3 separate regions of the Sus scrofa genome follow, and regions 1 and 2 are each linked to region 3. The links are chromatin contacts, called in public HiChIP or PLAC-seq maps. All regions are on one chromosome and are shown on one strand. Each heading gives the region's core, a stretch centred on a gene start, on an enhancer-like site or on the middle of the called end of the contact. The rest is flanking DNA. Distances are from core to core; before and after follow the strand shown.

Evidence for each region. HiChIP or PLAC-seq counts read pairs in DNA pulled down with a chosen protein or histone mark.
Region 1: an H3K27ac HiChIP or PLAC-seq map of alveolar macrophages shows a contact between it and region 3. The contact joins two enhancer-like sites. A contact is called at or near these places in 1 of 47 Hi-C or Micro-C datasets (fibroblasts) and 2 of 2 datasets of contacts at active chromatin or transcription factors (alveolar macrophages and skeletal muscle).
Region 2: a contact with region 3 is called in an H3K27ac HiChIP or PLAC-seq map of alveolar macrophages. The contact joins two enhancer-like sites. A contact is called at or near these places in 2 of 47 Hi-C or Micro-C datasets (embryonic fibroblasts and retroperitoneal adipose tissue) and 2 of 2 datasets of contacts at active chromatin or transcription factors (alveolar macrophages and skeletal muscle).

The regions. Positions count from the first base shown.
Region 1 is chr13:109,783,851-109,787,010 of Sscrofa11.1, forward strand. The region is part of intron 4 of TNIK (TRAF2 and NCK-interacting protein kinase); the gene reads right to left. Among named protein-coding and RNA genes, the nearest start is that of SLC2A2, 170 kb to the left of the region's middle. Within about 2 kb of position 1,586, at least 4 of the 83 cell types and tissues checked have an H3K27ac peak or open chromatin away from gene starts, as enhancers often do. A contact at or near this core is called in alveolar macrophages, where this site is marked.
Region 2 is chr13:109,812,936-109,816,370 of Sscrofa11.1, forward strand. The region is part of intron 3 of TNIK (TRAF2 and NCK-interacting protein kinase); the gene reads right to left. Among named protein-coding and RNA genes, the nearest start is that of SLC2A2, 200 kb to the left of the region's middle. Within about 2 kb of position 1,851, at least 6 of the 83 cell types and tissues checked have an H3K27ac peak or open chromatin away from gene starts, as enhancers often do. A contact at or near this core is called in alveolar macrophages, where this site is marked.
Region 3 is chr13:110,129,881-110,133,414 of Sscrofa11.1, forward strand. The region is part of intron 5 of LOC106507999 (a long non-coding RNA gene); the gene reads left to right. Among named protein-coding and RNA genes, the nearest start is that of TNIK, 79 kb to the left of the region's middle. Within about 2 kb of position 1,676, at least 9 of the 83 cell types and tissues checked have an H3K27ac peak or open chromatin away from gene starts, as enhancers often do. A contact at or near this core is called in alveolar macrophages, where this site is marked.

The DNA.
Region 1 (3,160 bases), core at 336-2,835, 350 kb before region 3:
GGAGGAAACAATCCTGCTATAGCTGGGCACTAATGTCAGTGATTTCTATAATTTGATTCGCCATTCAGCTCCAGCTGAAGGCTGCTAAATTCTTTTCATCTCACTATGGAACAAAATGATTGTTAAATTATATAATGGGATTTTTTTTTTAAGAAAAAGAAAGAAAGAAACCAGCATTTGCTAGCAATCGGTTCCTGCAGCCACACAGCAACACTGATAATTACTGCCACTGCACAGCAGGGACCTACCCTCACCACAAGTAACCTCATCACATTAATAAACAGAAACAGGGCTCAACATGCCAAGCCCAGCAGCGATAAGTCAATAACTTCACATCTCACAAGCAAGAAATAATGCATCATTAATATTCTCCAGGAAAGAAAGTCCTCAAAGAATTGATACTAGGGCAACAATACTTGCTAACACTTACAGAGGAGTTGCCATGTGCCATGCACTGGGCTAAGTGATTTGCAGTTATTATTCCATTAATCCTCTTTCTCTTTAATTCCCTTCTCTTTCTTTCTTTGGAAATGCTTATCCATGGTCTATATACTCATTAAGTAGCTAAAGCAGGGTTGAAAGCATCATGCTTTCTCAAGTAGTAGCCATCTGACCTTGGGCATGTCCCCTAACCCCACTGGGCTCAGCACCCCACCACCATCATTATAAAAACAAGATAAAATCATCAGCCTTATATGTTTGGTGTGAACATTAATTGTGTCTCTGAATGTAAATCTTCTAGTAGCCAGAAATCTCTATGTATCACTTATCCATTCTTTGGTCTGTTTGCATTTCTAAAAAAAGCTTCCAACTTGGAAGACAGCATTAACAGTTCCCCAAGACCTACTTCCCTCTGATGGTGAGAAAGCAGCTGAAAGGGCACCTATAAAGGGCACTGGGCCCGTGTGCTTCTAAAACTTCCATTCATGAAAGAACACCAAGGACACATGTCTTTTTTTTCGAGCTCGTGTCACACAGCAAGAAGACTCCGTGGTACATTCCAGGACACTGGATCTTTTTATTTGGAAAGTCAGATGATGGTGGAAGAGGTTTAAAAAGAATCTTACATTTGAAATTCTCACTCAACATTACCTACATAATTGGGTCAGAAAATTAAATACACCTGTATGTCACTTAGGAAGCGAGGAGGAAGGTTAAGTTGAAGGTGAGGATGAACCTGTGCTCGGGCACCACGGGGGCTGGGCCTGGGCGCCGATCTGGAACAATGTCAAGGAGGAGACATTGAAAAAGCAGCACGGTGTGTGGTGCAACCCAGCTGTCTGGGAAAGGGTTGCTTGGATTATGGGATGCAGGTAGTTATTTCTATGTAAACTAAAATGGCTAATTTTAAAAAACAAGGTGTTCCAATATATTTCACAAATTGCATGGCTGTGCATCACTTGTTTTTGTCTGATGAGCAGGATGTTTTCTCTTGGAGGTTGTGGAGTGAGTGGGTACTTATCATTGTGTCCTATGCTTTCTTCCTCCTTTAGGACAGTTTTTTTAGAAAAAGGACTTTGGCCTCAGCTGATTCCAGGGGGAATTCCAGAAGCACCATCTGAGTTCTCACTGAGGTCACCCACCCCCTCACTGGGAGGGGCATAGGTTTGGACTCAGCAGATGTGGTCACTTCTTACTTGCACTTTCCAATCCCAGTCACCTCTGAAAGAATTTAAAAAGGTTTATGCTCAGAGCCAGTCTAAAGGCTTAGGATGATTTCTGGGTTCCCTGTGGTATAACCAGTTTTAAGTTCCTATAACAAGAAACAAAGCTTTAAGGTATTTTAAAACTGTAGGACTAGCGCAGAATATGTTGACAGGAACACATTCCTTACAGATGTCACTAGTCAGTCGCCCACAAGAAGAACTGACTACTAACAGATTCCTTCTCTTTTATAGTAAAAGAAAGGATGGGAGATGGGGAGAGGAGGAGGGGGAAGGAGGATGAAAGTCTACCTAAAATGAAAGAGGTTTGCACCAAGCAACTTCAGGGGCACCCTAAGAACAGGAGAGGAAAGATAAACTTCCAAGAATTCACAAGATTGCAAAGGATCAGCCTACGAACCTTGAAGGTCCAGAAACATCAGCAAGGCACAGGATATTTTTATCATGTGTAGCTGGGAATAGCTGCAGATCCCATCTGCATGATTTATGAAGGTGTAAACAAAACTCAAACTCAGTACTTTGTTACAGAATGCTGCTTCATGTGCCAAAGGTAGTTTAAGTTGCACAATATAAAATGTGTGTACAGAAGTACAAAAATTGGTGGGTATACAATTTATCATTTTATTCAACTGATGCAAAAATAAAGTCAAACTTTATTTTCATAATAAAATTAAAACTGTTGGGAATTTCAAACTGGAAAAGCAACCTAAGTAGGTTTTTGCATTCATTTTTAAACTAACATGTATTGGGGGGTAAAAACTCTTTGGCTTCTGCATTATATTTTTGGGCTTGAAAAGAGAATGCCTGAACTACAAATCCTTAGTCTTCTGAAGATAAAAAGATGAGTTCCAAGGATGTGAAGTCTCAGATTTTGTCAACAAAGTTTCTAGATATGAACAACTTTGTACCTTGAGAATGACAATGACCGTTTGAATATTCGGAGCCAACTGGTGTTTTAGCTACAGGAAGCCTGCCCAAAGGACAGCCCACTAGAAATGCTCTGTAGCCGCCCATGTCTAAGGATACACCCATCTCAGAGACAGCATGGCAGCATTCAAGGAACGAGAAGTTAGGCGCATTTTGGATTTGGTACTTGGTGCTCAAATTTCTCAGGATGCACCTAGGATCTTCTGGAAGGTATTTTCTGTTATATGTCCATTTGAGCCATGGACTCAATCATAGTAACTAATTAACCTTAAAGGCTATAAGAAATTTATAGCTCTGCCTCTCAGAATGTTATACTCAAATAAGAGAATCTGAGGTATGGATCGAGGAGCAAGTTTTCAGACAAGTCAAAAACAGGAAAAGAGGAGTTCCTCTCATGGCGCGGCAGAAACGAATCCGACTAGGAACCATAAAGTTGTGGGTTTGATCCCTGGCCTCGCTCAGTAGGTTAAGGATGCAGTGTTGCCGTGAGCTGTGGTGTAGGTCGCAGACATGGTTCGGATCTGGCGTGGCTGTGGTGTAGGCCGGCAGCTACAGCTCCGATTGGACCC
Region 2 (3,435 bases), core at 601-3,100, 320 kb before region 3:
AAATCATGCTAAATTAAACACTAAATAGCCTATATTAATTGAGGACCTATGGCAATGTGGTTAACAGGATGAACTTCAAAGATAGAGTTAAAATACCCAGGTTGAAATATTCACTGCACCATCTGCACCTTAACATTAAACAAGGTACTTAATGCACCTAGTTTTTTCATCTCTATAAGGGGATTAATAATGGAGTTTGGTGGCTGTTGAGGGCATTCAGTAAATCAAGATATGGAAAGTATTTTAAAAAGTGCTGGCTCATAATAATCACTCCATCAATGTTTTCTGCCACTATTATTATTTTGGGCTGGAATATAAAAAATAACCTAGAGAGGCACTTTGCTTAATGATTAAATAGGTTTTAAATATATCCACTATAATGATACGGTCTCATAATAATATATTTCTCCCGTTTTTACCTGCCCAGCATCTTTCCTACCCTTTGCTTTAACAGCTCTCAGGTTTTTCTTTGGGGCATCCTTCTTCCCAACTCTCAGCCCCTATGGTAGGTTCCAGGGCCAGGCATCCAACCCTGACATGGCTGAAGAGAAACATGAATTGGTTATGGGGTGGTGACATGGCCCAAGCTGAGCCACTGATATTCAGACTGGCATTTGCTGGGACTAAGGGTAATGGAGTAATTAGAACATGAACCTGAAGCTGCTAGTGGAAAGAAAGCAGAGCCCAGAATTGGAGAGAAATAAAATTCCTAGTCAATCAGGTGACTTCCTAGATCCTGCTGAGCTTTTTTTTTTTTTTAAATATACGCAGGACAATGAATTCTGTTTTCAGCTTTATTCATTCTGAGCGGGGCTTTGGTACCACAACTCAGAGTGTCCTGAGGAATATGATCGCAACCAGGCATTGTAAAGATGGAAGCTTAGCATACTAAGTTATTATGTTGTTAAGTCCTATATGGGGTCCAAGGTATCACTGTAAAGGGACTAGTTTACACCAGGAATTTTTGTCCAAATGAAGATGGGGATTATTTGCAGGGTTATTAAAGAATCATAGTCTCATCCTACTCAGTGACCAGTAAGCAAGAAATACAAGACCCTAGAAAACTGTTCTCTAACTCTGATGCACATGAAGCTCTTTCAGCAGCAGAAAAGGCAACCTCTGAGGCTCCACCCAGGACTCTTCAGCAAGCCCAGGAATCTGCATTCCTAATGAACATCCCAGGGGTGCTGATAGTCCACAGATGCTGCTCGTCCACTTCGAGTAACATTACCCTAAAGGGTCTAATTTTGTTTAGATGATTAGAGTACACAAATCCAGCTGGGAAGGAATCCCCCAAAGCGACAAAATGCAGAAATTCTCATAATTATTTCAGAAACTGAAAGAACTTCAAAGACTGAGTCTGAGTTTAAGGCCTAATTCTGAAGCAAATATTAGCAAATGTGGAAGCATCTCAGCTCTAAAAACTGAAGAACATAAGCATTATATCTAGTTTTATCCATGGCTATTTTCTTTTAAAAAAGGAAGTGGTAGAGAATAAAAACAATAATTAAAAAATTGATTTCAAGATTACAGTTTTATCAATTTCATTACAATAAACTATAGTAACTTTGCAGAAGATCACTGCAAACAATTAACAAAGCCGACCTTTGAGAATTCATCTCAGAGCAGCTATAATGAGCACAATTATAATAATTGGTAAGAAGCTTTTGCAGCGTTCCATAATACACAAAAGACAACATGGTAGAATGAAATAGATTGTTTTCTGAGGATACCACATGAGTTTCACAAAGGAAATCTTATGTTGACTGTGATATGTAAGGGGTGATACAAGAGTCATTTGATGATGTATCATACACCATGGGAAATAAGAAAACCATTTCCCGATGTGTATCCATGTTTGTCTTTGTCAAGAGTCAGTGGTTACGTAATGGGCAATATGTGCCTAAATCAGGGAACTAGCCAGCCCTTTCAACAGAAATTCCTCAAGAGAATTAAGCCTAAATACTATAAAGCATCCATTGTGTGCAATGGATTGACACTCCTATGCATTGAAAATGATGCTAGCTCTGTATCATCCTTGAGAATTGAGAAAATAGTCTTTGAATCATTTTCTTTAGGCCTCAGTTGCCTTATGGAATCCGTTTAGAGAGGCTAAGTGACTCTCCTTAAACTAAAAATACAAATACTGGGATAAATCGCTGTGCAACTTTTATGATTCCAAGGAAGGTGGTCTAGCAATAGTATATGGTTCTCTGAGCTATTTTAGGTCTCACAAATAGAACCAGAACAAGTGATATTCAGTGCTTTCAAGTCATACTTTGTGCGTCAATATACAGCTTTGTGCACACTCGTGCTCTGTGATTAATGATGTCCTGGAACTCAGCTGCAGTTCTGCAGGACCACATAATAGAACTTTACAGCATGAATGTCTTGGATGCCATCCATATCCATTAGTTGTGCAACTGCCAAGTGCATCACATTATTGGAGATCCTATTCAATCCAAGGAAAATACAGTAGTATGACTTCAGCAGAATTGCAAAATAAATTCTAACTTGTTTTGTGGTGAGAGCTCTGCAAAAGATTTACACATTTCTAATGGGTTTCTATGCAGAGAATGATAATATCTGATTTGACTTTTTTTGTGTCAGACCCTACTAATTAACAAACAATACAAGCATCCATTCTCCCTTCATTCCTGACTAGTAATAGAACTCCAATTACCTGGACACATTGGTAGAATCAGAGACTACATTTCCCAGTTTCCCTTGTGGCTAGATAGAGCCAATGAAAGCATAAGTAAGCAGAAATGCTATACGTAAGTAGAAAATATTTTACTGGAAGAGGCTGTCTTCTGTACCCTTCTGCCCTCACCGACTCCGCCCCTCCCCACCTCCTACTCCCCTTTTTCTAGCCTGCCAAAGAATGTGATCAATGGAAATCCAACAACCACCTCTAGTCTTGGAACTGACCTTAAGTGTGGAAGCTGTGTGTTAGAATGATGGAGCAGATAAAAACACCCTCCTATGCCACCACATCACTGCTATACATTCCTGGGCTGTCGACTCTAGATACCTTTAGCATCAGAGAGCCTAACACCTCCATCACACCGAAGCCTCTGTTATTTTGAGCTTTCTCTTGCAAGTGGCAGAACCTAAACCTAATTAAAATAAACTACATGGATTTTCTTATTCAGTAAAGGCCAGGTGAATTAATAAATCAACTGGGATTAAATATTAGAACTGGCTTGCAACCTCTGAGACTGGAACAATGTATTTATGACAAATATAAGTATTACGTTATCAAGTGCTTATAAACATATGGGAACAAAATTTTTTACTTGTTAAAAAAGCATATAAATTTTAAAATGCATATAATTTAAAGAGAAATTCTGATAAATAATAAGGAAAGGAAGGAAGTCAACACAATGTGTGATATAAATAAAAAATAGTGAAATTAGTATCATAGTTAACAGT
Region 3 (3,534 bases), core at 426-2,925:
CTGGTTTTCAAACCTTTCCCTTCAAGCAGAAATATTCTGTGAGTTCTTGGGGTATGCAGTACAGATATCACATGCCTTCCGTGCATGGTTCCCAGGATGACAAATAGATATGTTGAGGATAATAACAGTAACAACAACAAGAAACAATGTAACCTGCTTACTCTGAGTCATGTACTCTTAGACATGAGCCATACACTTTTACACTTTTACACATGAGCAAACTGAGGTCCAGAGAAGTTCAGTCACTTGTCTGAGGTCACACAGCTAAGAAGTACAAAACCTTAAAAAACAGAGGAGCGGAAATCTTTCAGTATAATTAAAAAAAAAAAAATTTTCTTCTTTCAACCACCTGCATATGGGCGGTTCTGAGAACACAGCCTTGTTTCCTTCCACAAATATTTATTGAAACCCTACCATGAGCCGTTCAAAGAAGGGTGGTGAGATCAGAGTTCCTAGGCTGTGATTTCAGCATTGGATAGAGGCGTGCAATGGTATTAGAAAATCTTCGCAATGTGAAAACAAGCTCTCTCCTACTTAGTGCCTCCACCTGGCAAACCGATCCCGTTTGCCTTCACAGGAGGAAGCGACAGGGCTGACACCTATTGTCTGTTCATGTTCATCCACTCAACCCTGGACTCTCCCTCCCCTCCCCCCCCACACACATGAAATGCTCCACCTGGTGAACAGTGCCCCCCTAAATGCCAGGCCTCATGGGCATGGACACTCCTTATCCTGCCCATCTTCTCTGTGGCATTTGACACTCTTACCAACTTTTTCTTGAAACTCCCTTTTCTTGAAACTCTAATGACTTTCCAAGACCACCCCTTTCTTGTTTCCCTCCCACTCCTCTGCTGCTACTTCTCAATATCTTTCATTGTAAGTAATTTCAAAACATGGAACTTTAAATATGCTTAATGCATAATTAACTCATAGTGGTTTTGATAAACTTTATCTGCATCATGCCAAGGGGTGAGCATGGGAAAAACATCGCAAGGAAGGCTCACAGCACACCCTGCGTTTGCCCACCGGTTCCATTAGAAGATGTGTTCCAGCTCCAGCATGGTGTTGAGCTTGGCTCTGTCTCTTCTGGGCACTCACTGTGAACCTTCAAAGCAGGAGCAGCAGCTCATTGTTTGCTAGGAACTATATTTAGGAAAGGCAAAGCCTGCTGGGTGTGGAAAGACTGCTGGTTTAGGCAGAGGGTCAGACTTAAAGGCCTAGACCTGTGAACACTTACTTCTTGGGTGTTAAGATTTTAAGTGTGTATTTTGGAACAATAGGACCCCAGCTTCTGCTGGCCCTAAAGGGTTACAGATTTTCCCTTTCCGTGACAGATTGTACAGCTACATCCCAGAAGACATAAAACTCCTTCCAGTCATCCCAGATTTAGGTCCATAGATTTCCAGTTATAGAAGAGAGCCATTCTGGGTAACGCAGCAGATGTAAATTGTGTGCCTGCATTGATTTCGCATTAATTTCTCGTAGGCTATTTCCATGGTGCTTAAATACCACTTTTTAAAGCTTTTATGGTATTGTATTTTAAAAGCTGATTTGTTTCCACCTAAGAGCAGGCTCCATGAGGCAAGAGCTGTTTTTCAAACCCTTCCTTCCCCTTGTGGGAAAGCATTTTCCCTGGTAAAGAATTGTCAATAATGAGCTGTCTGTTTGCACAACTCCTGCGTGCATATTCTTGTGATGCTTCTGTATTCTTCCTTTGCAAGACACGTCATGGGGCACAAGCTTTAGCTTTCATGCTCCCTTGAAAGACCAGCCCTGACACCTTTTGGAGCTGAGTTAAGTGGTTGTGTAGGAGCTCAGGGCTCAGATAATGGCCCTGAGTGTCCTTGCTGCACAGCTCTCTGGGCCCTTCATTTTCCTCTTGAACCAAATGCCTTCAGAACCTGTCAGATGAAGAGCAAAAAGACAATCTACCCCCTTTTCTTTTAAAAGAGAGAAGGAGAGCTAAGATGCTAGATTCAGGTTGAAGCCCTGAACATGATACAGAAGCTCTTCTTACAACCTTTGAAGCATTAATTTTACACATAAAGCCACACAGCACACAGCAAAATAACAGTATATCAGCTGTTTCTCTACCAACACACGGCACCAGACAACAGGGGCCCTTCAGTGGCATTTCTTCATTGATGTGGCAGTGTTTACTAGGCTTGGGTTTATTTTTGAGACCTTTTACAAGTGGTTTGATGAACTGAATTAAACTAAACACTAGGAGCACTTGAGAGTCTTGAAAATGCAACTGAAGAGAAGTATACAATTATGATGAAAACTAAAGTTACCATGAAATTGGAAAGAAATGGAAGGTGAATGTGGTTTAATCTGAGGGCTAATTCCCCAGCACAAAGAGGGAGCTGTGCAGCATGGACTGTACAACTGACTGTGAGAGGTTAGAATGCTGACGCTGAAGATGGTTGCAGGTTGGATGTCTATTATACTAAGATTAATTCAGGAGAACACTCTGGACTCAAGGACAAGCAGACATCCCTTTAGGGATGTAACCTCATAAAGAAAGGTAATTTTGTACAAAGCAGCTGCATTTACCAGTGACATGCTCATTTTTAGATTCTAGCACCACCTAGGGGAGAGAATGAAATAATTTTTATCCACTCTCAGGTCAAAAGACTCTATTAACAATTTTTCAGTTTTCAAAATGCTTTCATTTTAATGTCTCATTTGATACTCAGGTAATTATCTTTGAGGTATGAATTTCTATCATCATTGTACAGATGAAGAAATTCATCTTTCATGAGCTTATTGCACAAAGAACTTGGCCAATTTTTCATGTGATTGGAACTGTTCTCCATGAATTGATTACTTTTTAAACAACTTTATTCAAGTGTGATTTACATTCTGTAAATTTAACTGATTTTATATATACAGTTGATTAATTTTAGTAGGTTTGCTGAGCTATGCCGCCGTTATCATAATGCAGTTTTAGAACCTTTTTTAATCACTGCAAGAAGATCCTTTCTACCTCTTTTACACTTAATCTCCCTCCCCATGTTCCAGCCCCAAGCAGTCAGCAATTTGCTTTCTGTTTCCATAGATTTGCCTTTTCTGGACATTCTGCATAAATGGAATCATACAACATGTGTTCTTTTGTGGCTGGCTTCTTGCACTTAATGTAATGTTTTTTTAGGTTTGCCTAGTGTAGCGTTTATCAGCATTTCATTTCTTCTTATGGCTGAGTAGTATTCCATTGTACTGATAGATCTCATTTTATTTGTCTGTTCACCAGCTGATGGACTTAAGGATTGTTTTCAACTTTTAGCTGTTCTGAATAATGCTACTGCGAATATTTGTATGAAAGTCACATTTCTAGGCAAGAAACTTTCATTACTAAACAGAGCAGTGACTAAAATGTGTAGAAGAATAGCTATATACATTTTGTGTATTGGGGAGAAAAAATATGGTAAACAATCTGGAAGTGCCCAAGGGGAATCCATTTGGGTCCTGGGTTCAACACATACACCCAGGAACCGAGGGGACTCTTGGAACAACAGTCTTGGAGAAACACAG